Regions from separate parts of the Sus scrofa genome. Here region 1 is linked to region 2. The links are chromatin contacts, called in public Hi-C maps. All regions are on one chromosome and are shown on one strand. The core of a region is the stretch at or near the end of the contact, and the rest is flanking DNA. Distances in the headings are between cores, read along the strand shown.

What was found. A called contact is a pair of places that touch in the nucleus more often than the background predicts.
Region 1: a Hi-C map of liver shows a contact between it and region 2, with 12 times the contacts expected there. The contact joins the promoter of CLDN2 here to the promoter of RIPPLY1 in region 2. A contact is called at or near these places in 1 of 5 promoter capture datasets (liver), 8 of 47 Hi-C or Micro-C datasets (embryonic fibroblasts, liver, psoas muscle and 1 more) and 1 of 2 datasets of contacts at active chromatin or transcription factors (skeletal muscle).

The regions. Positions count from the first base shown.
Region 1 is chrX:87,350,641-87,355,238 of Sscrofa11.1, reverse strand. CLDN2 (claudin 2) reads right to left here and starts at 2,270. Exons shown (of 1, transcript NM_001161638.1): 1 at 1,317-2,270. The coding sequence starts at 2,135. The coding sequence ends at 1,443.
Region 2 is chrX:87,316,492-87,321,062 of Sscrofa11.1, reverse strand. RIPPLY1 (protein ripply1) reads left to right here and starts at 1,483. Exons shown (of 4, transcript XM_013986325.2): 1 at 1,483-2,584; 2 at 3,606-3,660; 3 at 4,280-4,344. The coding sequence starts at 2,433.

The sequences.
Region 1 (4,598 bases), core at 1,021-3,520, 33 kb before region 2:
AAGGCCTTTGGTTTGGTTGGGACCCGCACCCGCACCTGCACCCCCACCCCCAGGGAAATGGGGCCTTTTCACACGTTAGAGATGACCACCTGGGCATCATCGCCTACATGTCCTCCTCAACGGCAGCCCCAACTGCAGCTCAAGTATCACCCGGATGTGGGCCATGGGACCTTGGGCAGGATTATACCACGCGGGAGCCTTTGGGGGCCTCCTGGCACCTCTGCCGTGTCTGGTAAAGGCTGGTGGGGAGACTATGAAGAGGGCTGCCAGGGGGCCCGTGTGGTGCTGTGTTCCTTCAGAGGCTCTGTAGTGCTCTGGGGGCAGCCCCTGGGGGCCTGATCCCAGGCTTCGGGCTGATTTTCCATTAGGCCCTGAAGACCCTCTGGCCCCGTAGAAACACCCACTGGACTTCCCACACGTGTCCACCCAGCTTCACAGACACCCAAGTTCTTATTCTTTCTTGGGCAGCATCAAGGAGGGGTATCCTTCTCAAGTCCCCAGTAGCTCCCATGCTGCCATCCCCCAGCCAAGAGCCGTGTCTTAAAAAAACTCAGTTTCCTGTTTCTAAGGAGATCACCGAATAGGCCCCTTAGCAGGATGCCTGGTCGGAGGGAGGCAGGGGCTTCAGAGAAAGTTGGAGCTGAAGTAGCTTCGGAGGGAGTTCCTCAGGACAGTCAGTGTCTGCTGCCACCTTGAACGTTCCACCATGTCTTCTTTCCTTGTGCTTTCCCTGGGCAGCGATTCTGGTCTTTTTTGGTCCCCCTCCTCCCTCTCATCCTACACCCACTGGTTCTCTGTTCCCTTGGGACTGTGGGATGGCTTTATTTCAGGTCACACACAAACCAGTCCAGACACTGTGGAGTTATAACAAGAGAGGGATGGAGGCTCCCGGGCCCATTACTTACTAGCCAATCAGTTCCTTTGGAGGGAGGCTTGGGATGGAGCTTAGCGCCAGATGGCCATAGAAGCCACCGTGTCTCCTTCCCACCCCCACCCCCCAGCAATGAGCTGAGAACCAACCCGAGCAAGAGGAAGGGTCTTCGATCACAGAGAAGGTCAGTCACTGGGATGCGATTGGTGGGTTTGGGGTTGGAGTTTCAGGTAAACCAGAGGACTGAGGGGCGCCTCTGGGGCCTGGCCTAGGGTGGGGGGTGGGTTTAGAGTGGAGAGTTGGGGATTCAAGGTGGGAGGAACGGGGCGCCAAGATGAAGGGAACCGAAAATCTGGCTTGGCAAGCATCTTGACAGTTCAACCTGCACGCTGTCACAGCAGCTCCCGTTTCTGCCCTTGCTTGATCCAGTGGCCAAAGTCAGTCTATCCTCAGCAGCACCTTCTGGCGCAATCCAGTGGCAATGTCCCTCACCTGTGGCCCTGGGGGAAGGCTGTCCACTGGCTCTCACAGACCCAGCCCCCCCCAACCGCCAGCGCTGGCCCCTGGGTCTTCACACATACCCTGTCAGGCTGTAGGAGTTAAACTCACTCTTGGCTTTGGGTGGTTGACCAGGCCTCGGAGAGCTCCGGGTGGCGAGGGGCTGGGCCTGATAGGCATCGTAGTAGTTGGAGCGATTTCCTTGCAGTGGGCAGGAAAAGCAGAGGATGATCCCAGCTATCAGGGAGAACAGGGAGGAAATGATGCCCAAGTAGAGAGCCTCTCCGATCTCAAATTTCATGCTGTCAGGCACCAGGGGGGAGTAGAAGTCCCGCAGGATCCCATGAAGATTCCACGCAACGGGGATGAAGCCCAGGAGGCCTCCAAGGAGGAAGAAGACTCCACCCACCACCGCCACTCTGTCTTTGGCGCGAGAGTTCTGGCAGAAGACGGTGCACCGCATGCCCACCACGGTGATGATACAGGCCAACGAGGAGATGGCGCTAGATGTCACCATCATGGCCTGGGCAGCCTGGATGTCAGCAGGCAGGCCCAGCATGGTGCTGTAGATGTCACACTGGGTGATGCCAGTGCTGTGCGTGGCACACTCCATCCAGAGGCCCTTGGAGAAGCCGACTGCCGTCACGATGCTGGCCCCGACGTAAGAACTCGTTCGCCAGCTGGGGAGCAGCATGGCAACCAGGGTGCCCAAGAGCCCCAGAAGGCCCAGGATGTAGCCTACAAGTTGGAGGCCGAGAGAGGCCATGGCCGACCTCTCCGTAGATGCGTCTTCAGGGCCCGTTCCCTCGTCTCCCGGCTGTAGCACTTGCTCCTTGGATCCTGGCCTCTAATCCCTCATTGCACAGTGTCTCCGCCAGGCCGACCTCTCGCCTCCTTACAAGTGTCTGTGGGTGGCCACGAGCAGGCTCAAGAAGGCATCCAGAAGACCTAAAAAAAAAAAAAAAATCCATAAACCAGATTAAATATTGACCAGAAGCTTATGAGAAACCAGAAAATGCTGGATGCCTTTTGACCTTTGTTATCTTTAGAAATAACACACGAGAAAGAAAAAAAAAAAAAAACTTTGAAAGTGGAGCCAAAATGTCGTCGCCTCCTGCGTAGGCACATGCATTAGTTTGGCAGCCAGACAAAGCCAGCGGCCAGACGGGTGGCTGCTTTCCGAGAAGCTGGTGATGGCAGCGTTGGTCGTGGGGACTGTGTTTAACTCCGGGTCAGGCTGTCGGCTGGCACGGTTCTGTCTCCCAGGCCTACTGTTTAACGCATTGCCCGGCAACAGTGCCACAGGGCCCCTCAATTGCACACTGGGGCCAAACTCCAGGAAACTGGAGTGGGAGGAAGAGGCCCCAAGATAGAGCCGTGAACTCCAGCTTGTGAGAGACCTCTCGAATCTCCAAAGGCCTAGAGAGCAATGATGTAGGCCCGAGTCAACCTGTCCATGATGAAAGGGTTGGGGCAGGTTGGGACAGGCAACAAAGCCTTCAGTCCACTGTCTCAGAGTTCAAGTCTTCCCAGCCCTGCCCAAATCCTCCTCCACAGGCTAGCCTGAGGTCTCCTGTCTGTATAACACACGCAGATTTCTTTTCTTTTGTTTTCTTTTTTTGTCTTTTTAGGGCTGCTCCCGCGGCATATGGAGGTTCCCAGGCTAGGGGGTCTCATCGGAGCTGTAGCCTCCAGCCTACACCACAGCCACAGCAATGCCAGATCTGAGCCGCATTTGCCACCTACACCACAGCTCACGGCAACACCGGATCCTTAACCCACTGAGCGAGGCCGGGGATCGAACCCGCATCCTCATGAATACCAGTCAGTTTGGTTAACTGCTGAGCCACGACAGGAACTCCCACCCCGACAATTCTTGCCCACCCTCCTCAGAGGTGGCCCACCATCCCTAGGCCTTTTAGGTGACGTGGGAGGATTCAGGAGCAAAGATTGTTCCAGGGCCTGGAGGGAGTTCTGACATTCCCTAAGCTCTCTGTTAGGGGCACCAGGACAGACAGAGGAAAAGATAACTGCTCTAGAATAGAGGGCTTTGCAAGAGGCAGCCTTTAGCATCTCAGAGCTGTTCGGGATTTTGCAGGGTTCAGTGAGCATCCCCCCAGCCCCTGCCACTCTTACCAAGTTTCGACACATTAAGGGTCATCCTTCTCTCCAGCTATTGGAAGACCCTCCGACCCCACTACTTTTTCCACAATCTGGCTATTCCATTTTACCCTCTTCAAGATGTCTCTTTCATTTTACTCTCTTCAAGATTTCTCTTTCTCTAATCACCTCTTTTTTTTTTTTTGCCTTTTTGTCTTTTGTTGTTGTTGTTGTTGCTATTTCTTGGGCCGCTCCCGCGGCATATGGAGGTTCCCAGGCTAGGGGTTGAATCGGAGCTGTAGCCACCGGCCTACGCCAGAGCCACAGCAACACAGGATCCGAGCCGCGTCTGCAACCTACACCACAGCTCACGGCAACGCCGGATCGTTAACCCACTGAGCAAGGGCAGGGACCGAACCCACAACCTCATGGTTCCTAGTCGGATTCGTTAACCACTGCGCCACGACGGGAACTCCTTTTTTTTTTTTTTTTTTTGTCTTTTTGTCTTTTTGCCATTTCTTGGGCCGCTTCCGCGGCATACGGAGGTTCCCAGGCTAGGGGTCCATTTGGAGCTATGGCCATCGGCCTACGCCAGAGCCACAGCAACGCGGGATCTGAGCCACGTATGCGACCTACCACAGCTCACGGCCACACCAGATCCTTAACCCCCTGAGCAAGGCCAGGGATCGAACCTGCAATCTCATGGTTCTTAGTCGGATTCGTTAACCACTGAGCCATGACAGGAACTCCTCTAATCACCTCTTAAATGTGAGTCCTCCTTGGAAGCCCATCCTTTTCTCAGTCCTGGCTCTGTCCCTGAGCAAACATGTCCACACCCAAGATATAACCGCCTACCCTTTCATGGCACTCCCTAATCTGAATTTGCAGCATAGAGCTTCAAAGACTTCCAGAGTGATCACCTGTTTAAAATGTCCACTGGGGAGTTCCCGTCGTGGCGCAGTGGTTAACGAATCTGACTAGGAACCATGAGGTTGCGGGTTCGGTCCCTGGCTTTGCTCAGTGGGTTAAGGATCCAGCGTTGCTGTGAGCTGTGGTATACATCGCAGGTGAGGCTTGGATCCTGCGTTGTTGTGGCTCTAGCACAGGCTGGCAGCAACAGCTCGGTTTA
Region 2 (4,571 bases), core at 234-2,733:
AGCTAATCCTCAGATATTTGAAAATGGCTGTCATTTCCCGAAGAGTTTTGTCTCCTCTGTGGATAAACCTTTCTTTCTTTTTATTTTTTAATGAGTCACAACTCTTTGTTTGTTACTCACATAATATCAGGGCTTGTGGAACTTGGTAGAAAAATTCAGAAAAGCCTGAAGAAGGAAGTAAAAACCTACCATAATCTTACTCCCAGAACCGACCACTATAACACACTCCTTTCTTCTTCTTTTTTTTTTTTTTTTTTTTTTGCTTTTTTAGGGCCACACTTGCAGCATATGGAAGTTCCCAGTCTAGGGGTCGAATCGGAGCTACAGCTGCCGGCCTACACCAGAGCCACAGCAATGCCAGATCCGAGCCGCATCTGTGACTTACACCACAGCTCACGGCAACGCCGGATCCTTAACCCACTGAGCGAGGCCAGGGATCGAACCTGCATCTCATGGATCCTAGTCGGGTTCATTAACTGCTGAGCCACGACGGGAACTCCACACACTCCTTTCTTCTAACCAGTCTTCCCCCCAATCCCGCCCCTGCACACTGTGTAACTCTAAGTTATATTGCACAGGCTTCTTTTTTTTTCACTTTTCAATATATTAACTTTCCCCCAATGTTTTACCCAGCCAATTTGAATATGAAATTGTATAACTGTTCAATGATTGCTTTAACCGGCTTTCTAAAGTGAGACATTTGGCTGGTTTCCAATTTTCCTTACTACAGAAAAACACAGTGGGGCTGGAATTTGAAGTAGGCTGGAGGGAGGGAGGGGGTAGGCGAACAGAGAAAAAAAAGAGCTCTTTAATCAAATTATTCATGCTATTTTATTTATGTATGTATGTATTTATTTATTTTTGCTTTTTAGGGCCACACCCTCAGCATATGGAAGTTCCCAGGCGAAGGGTCGAATCAGAGCTAGAGCTGCCGGCCTACACCACAGCCACAGCAATGTGGGATCCAAGCCACATCTGCAACCTACACCACAGCTCACAGCAATGCCAGATCCTTCACCCATCGAGCGAGGCCAGGGCTCGAACCCGCATCCTCATGGATCCTAGTCAGGTTCTGAACCTGCTGAGCTACAATGGAAAGTCCTATTCATATTATTTTAGCATCTGAATTTTTTTTAATTTTTACTTTTGTGTTGATAACATACTTCCCAGAACATGATGGCGAGTGCCTGCTTAGTACTCAGTTGCAAGGACTTACCCTAATTAATAGAACTGGTTTCCTATTATTGGACATTGAGGGGGTTTCTAATTTTTGACGATGACACATCTGCCTGTGATGCATCTGAGGAGCTAAATAAATCTGCGCCGGTGCTGGACAACTGAGGTCAGGAGGCATATTTTCGGGACCTCTAAAGCATAAGGAACCTGCCAGTAGCTGTAACTGGAAGCTTTCTGGCAAAGGCCCAGAAGACTGGCTGAGGTCAAGGACTGTGGCTGAGCCGCTGGGCTTGCCCCCAGGTCAGTACCCATTTACCCAGCCCACGTCACAGAGTGTCCAGGCTGATGGTGCCCTTGGGGACCACTGGGGTCACATCCTCCTCTCACACGTGAGGGACCCGAGGCCCCAGGGCCAGAGATGGCCCTTCGGCAGCTGCGCAGCTGGGCAGGGCTCTGCTTTCCCCCAGCACCCTGGCTCCCCGACTGGAAGCTGAGCTCTGAGATCTGGAATCTGACCTGGAAACCCTAGAAAAATGCTGCCTGCGCTCCTTTCCCGGACCACTTCCTGCTGAGGCTGGACAGGGGATTCCGGCACTTTTGCAAACAAACCAGTAAAGGCGAAGGCGTGGAAAGAAGACTTAAGGTTCATCCCCACCGACAGGCATCCGCGCCTGCGCCTGCTCCCCGCCCCCAGAATCCCACCCCCCCCCGGCCTTGGGTGATAAGTTTAAGGGCAGGACGCTATATCAGGTCCACCAGGGAAATCTATTTGGAGTGTGAGCTGAAATCACACGTGAGTCTCTCACTTGCCTTAGGAGCCGGCTCAGCTGTCTCTTGTCGCTGGGAACTGGCTCTGCTAAAGGCCCGTCCCCCCCCAGCCTCCTCTGCCTGAGCCCTCCCCCCCCTCCCCTCAAAGGCCTTGCTGCAGCCTGGGGAATTCGCACAAATGGTGTGCGATTTGCCCCTTTTGTGTTTTTCTTTCTGACTTGGAGGTAAAGAAAACCCTTCACCCCGCTCTGACTCTCTGTTTATTCAACTGGGAGAGATTTCACACCCAGGAACACCGCTCTCCCCGGCGTGAGCCTTTTTTCCTAAATCTTCGTCGTCGTCCCAGCTATTCCATCCCTGCAGGTCCCTGAATAATTTATGAGTCCACGCTGGCCTTATAAAAGGGTCTTGCAGAAAAGGCCAAAGGAGTTCAGGAGGTTCTGAGAAATAGGAGCCCCCACAGCCTGCCTGGCTGTGACAGCCAGAGGATGGACTCTGCCACTCAGGCTGCAGCCGCCCCCACCCCAGCCCTGACCCTGGCCCCAGCTCCAGCCCTAGTGCAGAGCCCCCCGGCACTCCCTGGCCCAGGAAGCCCATTGTCCCTTCTCTCCTCTGGACAAGAAATAGATGGAAGCAAACGGTAAGTGGAACTTGGCCTTGGGCAACTTGAACTCAGACTTAGTGTGGTTCCTGGGAGAGGAAGGGACATTAGATGTGCCTTGTTCTCTGCAAAGGCAAAAGGCGAAAGCCTCACAGCCCCCAGAGGGCTCCACATCTCGGGCTGCAATATCTCAAATGGCTTGTCACCTCACAAGTCGCTCTGGCTGGCAGGAGGGGACTCGGGGACGGGGGCACTGCCAAAGCCGAAAGCTGAACTGTCATGAAACCTGGGTCGAACATGACCTAGGCTGTAGAACGGGGAACATGGTCCAAAGTCCCAAGAAGCCTGTGATGGAGGGACAGTCTCTTTCTTGACCACATCACAAGATTTTCACTGCCTTTTTCTTTTTCCTACCTTCTAAAGTCTCGTGGGGAGGTGGTGGACCCAGACATTTTTTTTTTGGCCCCTTTCCCCAGCCCAGGAAGATGGTGGAACTGTGAGCTCTCCTGCCTGGAGGGGGAGGTAGGGGGCAAGATATTTTTTCCGCCCAACCCTCATTCATCCCTCTAACCATTTAACCTTCACCAAGCATTGAGGGAAGCACCTGCTGTGTACTGGGCCTTAGGCTAGTAGGTGTTGGGGATTCAGATACAGCAGGACAGAAATCTGCCCTTAAGAAGCTCTAAGGGGAGTTCCCATCACGGCTCAGTGGTTAATGAATCCAACTAGGAACCATGAGGTGGCGGGTTCAATCCCTGGCCTCTCTCAGTGGGTAAAGGATCTGGCATTGCCGTGAGCTGTGGTGTAGGTTGCAGACAGGGCCGCACCCTAGAAAAAGACAAAAAAAAAAAAAAAAAAAAAAAGAAGCTCTAAGACAAGTAAATCAATCATCCTCAGTGAGATAACATTGTCCTGGACTCAGGGTCCTTAAGAAAGTCTTCCTGGAGGAGGCGGAATCTGAGCCAAGTTTTTGGCAGGCCTCCTATGTATCTCAGGGGGCCCACAATCCCCAATCCAGTCTCTTCTTCCTCCACCAACTGACTTCTCCTCCTTGTCCTAGAGGAGCTTGTCTGTGGAGGCCCTGGCTGTCCTCTGCAAGTGACCCCCGGAGGCAGGTGAGGAAACCTGCGGATCTGGTGAGTTTGAACCCCTGTTCCACGCGGTCGCATGTGCCCATGGCCACGTGCCTTCATGCTGAGCAGCTCCCTTCCAGAGAGCCCTCTGACCTCTTTGCAGGGCTGCAGATCCGGCAAAGCACCTCCCCAGCCTTGCCCACGTTTCGATTCCTGCAACAGCTCTAGGGAGGAAAGCAGAGTCAAGGTTCCTGGGGCGATTTGAAAGATGAAGAGACCCATTCCCAGAGCAGGAAAGAGATGTGGGCAGGCTCCAGAGCGCATCTGCTGTGGAGCTGGTGCTAGAATTCCAGTCTCCCAGCATCCAGCCCCAGTGCTCTGCCCCCACCTCATCTTTGCTGCTCCAGTAGAACTCTGTCCCCAGGTCTGTCTCCAAACAGGTGTTAGAACGGGGGCAGGAAAGCACTCCCCCCCGGACTTTATCCACTTGTTTTTCAACCACAACCAGGACAGACCCCCTTGCTGGGGCGGGGGCTGGACCCCAGAGATATCTAAGGTCTCTTCCAGATCAACTTACCTGCAGGTTCCTAACCCCTGATACAAAAGAGCCAGTTATCTGGCCATGTACTTTGAGCCACATGCTAGCTTTTGCTTTGGACAGGCCGCCGGTGAGGCAACAGGTGCCAAGGTCACCAAGGGTGACTCCGAGTTCCATCATCCTGTCAGGTAAGCATCTGGCACCAGGCTCAGAACTTGATGTAGCTCCATTAGCCACAGCCCCGTGAAGCAGGAGGAGGGAGGCACCGCTGCGATCACCTTTTCACAGACCAGGAAACTGCAGCCCAGAGAGGTTAAGGGACTTGGCCAAGGTTGCCGTCCCTGGAGTCATGGTCAATGACCCCTAAGAATGAGCCCCAAGGGAGGGGTCAGTGAACAAAGCCTTAGTAGGAGTT